2 separate regions of the Gossypium hirsutum genome follow, and region 1 is linked to region 2. Evidence: chromatin contacts called from public Hi-C data. All regions are on one chromosome and are shown on one strand. The core of a region is the stretch at or near the end of the contact, and the rest is flanking DNA. Distances in the headings are between cores, read along the strand shown.

Region 1 (3,213 bases), core at 150-2,649, 68 kb after region 2:
ATTACCTTATTAAATGGTTTTAGAAGTATAATAGATTAAGTCATGTATAATGTTAATACATTTTATTTTAAAAAATAATCATTGTATTTTTAAAATTCTTGAAATGATGAATTATTTAATACTGTTGTGATTTAGCGATTAAGTGATAATGCTGTAATCACCTACTTTGAAACCCAAATCATATTTAAAAATAACTTATTGTTAAAATATCACTTCAGCTGGAAGCCTAAATTTGCGGGATGTACCATCTACATGTACTTATATCAATTCTTATATCAATTCAATAGGGCCAATGAAAAATATTAGGTGGTAATTAAGTTTATTTAAAATAAAAATATTAATTTTAAAATTTTAAAATAAAAATATTATAATATTAAATATTTAAAAATATTTTTTATTTTGACCAACTATGGACCGGCATTGGTTGACCCGCCGCATAGTATTATTAGAATACGGTATGTGTCCTTTTTAAATTTTTTAATAGTATATATTATATTGATTAAAATTCATATATAATATAAAAATTTTAAAAATTTTTGAAAATTAATGTTTTTTATAAAATTATAAAATGTACAATTGTAAATTTTAAAAAGTTAAAATAATTTATAAAAATTGAAAATTGTTATACTAATTTAAAAAAAAAGTAACTGCAAAAGAAGAAGAAGAAGAAATTTAATTACTTTTTAGAATTTTATAAATAAATTTTAATTTTAAACCTTTTAAATTTTTTTATAATTTTTACATATTTTGTAACAATTTTATTAATTTCAACTATTTTTTCAATTATTGTAAATTTGATTTTTATAATTTTTTTACAATTCATATAATTTTTCTAGATTTTTTATATATTTATAAATTTTTATATATTTATTTCTATTTTTTATATCTTTTAGTGTGAATATACATTTAATAAAAAATTAAATAAAAATGGTATGTAGCATTTTTTTTAATTGGTTAACGTGGGTAAAAGAAAAACACTAAAGAATATAATAAATACATACTTTAGGCAATCATGAAAATGTAAAAGTGGGAAAGTTAAGAGAAGCACCACTACGCATACTAATAGGGTGGAGCTTTTTGTTTTCTGCTTTCACTTTTCATCAAGACGAATTTTTGATACAAGTCTAATTGCAGTAATGGAATCTGCAGGGTCAATCCTGTAGGAATTTTAACCCCAAAAAAACTGTTCACATTTATATATCTCATTTTTAAAGAGAGAATGTAGTTTCAAATATTAAAAATAATGTGATTGCAAGAGACAATAATCAACCAAATAGAAAATGCTTTGTTTTATATTTATTATTCCTATCCCTATCCTTTGCAGCCATAGTTTGAGTGTAGTAATGTAGGCTTGGTCAAATGAGATGGCGCCCGGCCACAGCTAATTATGGGAGTGGACTTGACTTTGGTTATTGTGTCTGGTCTGTTTTGGTATCAAATTCCAAGTCTTCTGCCCATCCCATGGCCCCCTCTGAACCATGCAGTTTTAGGACTATGACCAAACAGACGTTGTCTCATTCTAATAAACTCCAATTTTCCACTAACATACGACGACTAACATGCAATTGCGGTTTCAGTGGCTCCCATCCCCACCTCTCTTTCATAGGATTACGTATACCACAACCTTTTTACCATCCCCTTCAACTATCCATTTTTAGATTTTTTATGCCCCAACTTTGTTTAACTTTTACATGATTTACATTTGTTTAATTTTATATTTTTATTAGTTTTAAATATTTTTAAAAACCATAATTACTTGATCAAAATAAATTCATTAAATATATTTTTCCAAATTTCATTAATTAAATACAGAACGAAAAATATTATCCTATACAAAATTTTAAGTACATGAAAAATGCAATTATATTATTTTTTTTATAAACATAAAATCCAATTATTGTCATGCATATTATCATCTTATACACTAATGGTAATTTGTTCTTAATTTCACAAGCTGCTGATTATGAAGCTACTATATATCTTATTTATTTCTTATCTTTTAAATCTGTCAACTGTAAACATGTGACAACATCTTCACTTTAAAATCCCCTTTATCAATGTATAACATATAATATGCATATTTTAAAAAGAAAGTGGGTTGGGGAAAGACTAAACCTAGGAAAGTTAATTTTAAAATTTTAAATGAGATTAAATGATATGATTTTGGTGTGTACTGATAAAGTTATCCAAACATTTCATTAGTGGGATGCTGCATGCTTGGAACTCATTAATGATTTTACACAAAACTGAGATTGGGATGTTCTAAATGCAGTCAAAATCAAAGCTACAAAACATAATCAATAAAAATCACAGTAATAATTACTATTATACAGGATGAGAATGCAAACCTCATACTCAAGATAGCCAATAACCCAAAAGTCCCAATTTATAAACACAAAACTTCATGTAATATATATTGCTAAAATTTATTAACAACACTAGACAATAATGGCTTTTTTCATTATAAAAATTCCCAATATTTTTTATTATTTATGAAAATGATTCACCCTAAAAATTATGTATGTAAATGATTCGTTTTGATCAACAAACTTCGATACCATTATTGCCATTAGCAGCAGCACCCATCACAATCACCCAATGATTGGCCTGTGGAATTAAAAAATAATTTTTTTTGCGTGTCGCCGTTGACATAACAACACTAGTATGTGTATTTGTAAACCCGCTTAAAAATATTGATATTCTAGAGAAAAAAAGAAAAATATATATATTTTAATGGGTTTCATCGTTGCCATTGGTGGCGATAGTGTTTTTATTTTGAAAAAATGAATGTTGCCGTCTAATATTTTTTTTTTAAAATGTGAGGCTGAAATGAAAAAAATAAGAAGATGGAATCGAAGCCTTGAGGAGATAGGCTTTGCAATGGATGCAACGGCAACAAGGTGGATCATTGGTCGAGTGAAATAAAGAAAGGAGATCAGGAAGCAATTGGTCGGTCGAATCATATGAAGGGACGTTTGCTTGCTTGCAAAATGAGATTTGGAGTTGGGCTATTAAATCTTCAAAGAAGAGAAATAGAGAAAAGAGGGGAAGAGAATATGAAAGAAAACTACAAAAAAGATAATGAAACCGGAAAAAAAATGAAGGGAAGAAAACAAATTAATGATGTGGGGATGAAAGAGGCATAATGATGCCAGAGGATAGAGGAAGAAGATGAAAGGGTAAGGAGAAGAAAGAGGGGATGAATACAACAAA
Region 2 (2,855 bases), core at 219-2,718:
TGAAGTATTCCATTGCTTTGTAACTTTGGGTTCATGAAATCAGCGGCTAGAAGATCCACCAACGCCATGTATATTAAGATCCCAGATGATGCCGCGTTCAATAACCCTTCCACAATCAGTGCCGTTGGGCTGTTCTCATCGTATGCATTTGTTATTACTATTCCTATAGCGATTCCTACTGGTGTTGTCAGCGAGAAAAACAGTGACATGATTGCAACCGATCGACCCTTGAATTTAGCCTTTAAAAAACCATTCAATGCTAATGAATACAACAAACTCCTGACGAAGAGTAGGTCTTAAGCATGGGTTTGAATTTACCTGAGAAATGCATCCACCAAGTCCCATGCCTTCGAAGAACTGATGAAAGGTGAGTGCTGCCACCAAAGGTTTTATAGTCTTTGGACTTTCTGAAGCACCCAATGATATCCCTATGATCACAGAGTGCACCACTATGCCCAATTCCAATACCTTTGAACATCAATCAGACAAACAGTTACAGAAAATATAGAAAAAAATAACAAAAACCAAAATCACGATTGATGAAATAAAATTTACCTGAGAGACTACTCGATGCCGAAGGAGCTGAGCTGAATCTGCACGCTCAAGCATAGAAACAGAACCATGAGAATGGCCATGGGTGGCATGAGTATGAACATGCAGATGATTTTCGGTTTGCTCTGTTTTCTCTTCATCACCCTCGTGGTTCTGTTGGGTTTTGTGAAGGTGAGATTTGGTGTAATGAGATGTAGCAAACACATCAACCATCAATGTGCCAATGGCCGCCGTCATAGCCAACAGTCCGGCGAACGGAAACTTTCCCCAAGGATTCTCATTGAGGCAAGGAGATGTTAAGCTTTCAGTGGCATCCGGAAGAACATGGATGAAGCCGGTGGACAAGATCACACCGGCGGCGAAAGCTTTGATTAAGAAAAAAAGATTTTTATCGGGACGTAAAGCCTCGATGACATTCCCTAGCAGAGGGAAGCAAACACCGATGGCTCCCGCAACGAGGATGGAGGCTATGGCAGCTATCTTATATTTAAGCGCTAGAGACTTATTGCGATCTTCATCTTCTGGTTCACAGGTACATTCCCCTTGTACTAGGGAAGGAATCAGGATTAAAAAGCAGCAAAAAAAGGTCATAAGCTGAGGTTGTTTGAAGTTGATCATGGCTGCAGCTGAAAACAGAGCCCAACTCAATTCAGAAGCTCAGTGAAGAGTTTCAAAATTTGAATATTGAAGATGGGAGAGGGAGTGAATATATTTATATATCTGATAATGGAGAGGATAGAGATTGTTTAGAGATGGAAGCCGAAACCTGTAAAGATTTGATACCTAGTTTAGGGAAAGAAAACATGAAATCTGAAATCATTAAGGCCCCATGATATGGACTTCCAAACAGCAGGTTTTGGTTTGGCTACATAAAAGTCTGATTTGGAAAAGTCAACTAAAGAAATATAAATGCAATATTACAACTAAAAACTCTTTTTTTTTTCTTTCTTAAATAAACGCTAAAAGATAAATAGTAAAAAACAGAATAAAAGATTATTTTCTTAATTTGAAGAAACAATTAATTGCAAATTTGAAGGTAATAGTTGATGGTAGGATGAGAGCAGAAATGAAGATTAAATTTATGATGGCAATGAAATCGTAAATCAAGGACTTAATATTCAATAATTAAAAAAAAAAGAAAAGGGTTTCCTAATAAAAAGGGTGAAATGAGAGATTACGGTGAAGACTTGGAGATGCTGAGAGATGTCGAAATAGTGTCGACATAGAAAGAGTTAAATAAGAAGATTGAAAGCATTCCCACTGTCCAAGTCATGCTTTAATGGAGTCAATTAAATTAGAATGTCGATATATATTACATGTGCGTGGCTTGTTCTCAAGAAAGGTAATATTGACATAAAGTTTAAGAACATAAAAGATGCCTAATATCATTTTCATCACCCCATAATCATCATCAAAATATATACACTATTAATACCTGAAACTTTAGACATATTGGTTTGTTTGGAAGAAAGTAGCATGAGAATCACATTTGTAAGCTAAAATCCAAACCAAAATAACAAGAATATAGACTAGGAATAAAGAGATTATCTTGATATGAAGCACTTCATTAAGAGGCTTATGAATGCTACAGCTGAGAACAGGGGGCATGCTAATAAACAATCGAATTGCATGAACCAAACCTTAATTTCATGCACCAACCAACTAAAACCAAACCAACCTTAATTCTGTATAAATTTCTAAAACTTCTTTTTTCAATTTTCAGAAATTATATATGTAAACTTATTCTCCATCATATATATATGTTTTGGGTTTATCCGGGGGAAAAAAAGGGTATTGATTGTTTTAGTGGTTGTGAAGAAAAGAGAATCTGAGATGAGGTAGTTCAAATCATTAGTCAATTCTATTTTTTAATGTTCCAACTTGTTTACTTTGAAACACAAACCAAAAGTATTATATTCTAATATGTAAATTTTGGAACCCTAATACATTCTTACAAATTTTTATTTTCATTAAAATATATAACAGTGATTGTGAAGTAGAGAGGGCCAATTCCCTTGGGAAAAAAAACAAACTAGAGAGGACCAAGCTTAGCTTTAGCTTAAACAATGCTATCTTGAGGACCTACTTGTTTCTTAAGGCCGTTTTTCCTTTTATATTTCACTTTTTTTAGTGTAACATTTTATTTAAATTTTCTATTAATGTGGACTTTTGTAAACCATAATTGTAGCTGATATTCTCAGTTCACTATTATATCATTTTGTTTGTATATGATATGTTATAAAAAAAATCAGATTTTTCCTTTTAATTTTCAACATTTTTAGTTAGATTTAAATCTATTCAGA

Evidence for each region. Hi-C and Micro-C count contacts between places; a contact is called where the count stands out from the background.
Region 1: a contact with region 2 is called in a Hi-C map of leaf, with 3 times the contacts expected there. The contact joins the enhancer-like site here to the promoter of LOC107897846 in region 2. A contact is called at or near these places in 12 of 34 Hi-C or Micro-C datasets (anther, cotyledon, leaf and 2 more).

What each region holds. Positions count from the first base shown.
Region 1 is chrA11:20,423,957-20,427,169 of Gossypium_hirsutum_v2.1, forward strand. No RefSeq gene overlaps it. Among protein-coding and RNA genes, the nearest start is that of LOC121203552, 15 kb to the right of the region's middle. Within about 2 kb of position 1,400, at least 3 of the 9 cell types and tissues checked have an H3K27ac peak or open chromatin away from gene starts, as enhancers often do. A contact at or near this core is called in leaf, where this site is marked.
Region 2 is chrA11:20,356,124-20,358,978 of Gossypium_hirsutum_v2.1, forward strand. It overlaps LOC107897846 (zinc transporter 5), which reads right to left and starts at 1,469. Exons shown (of 3, transcript XM_016823427.2): 1 at 556-1,469; 2 at 319-468; 3 at 1-239. The coding sequence starts at 1,170.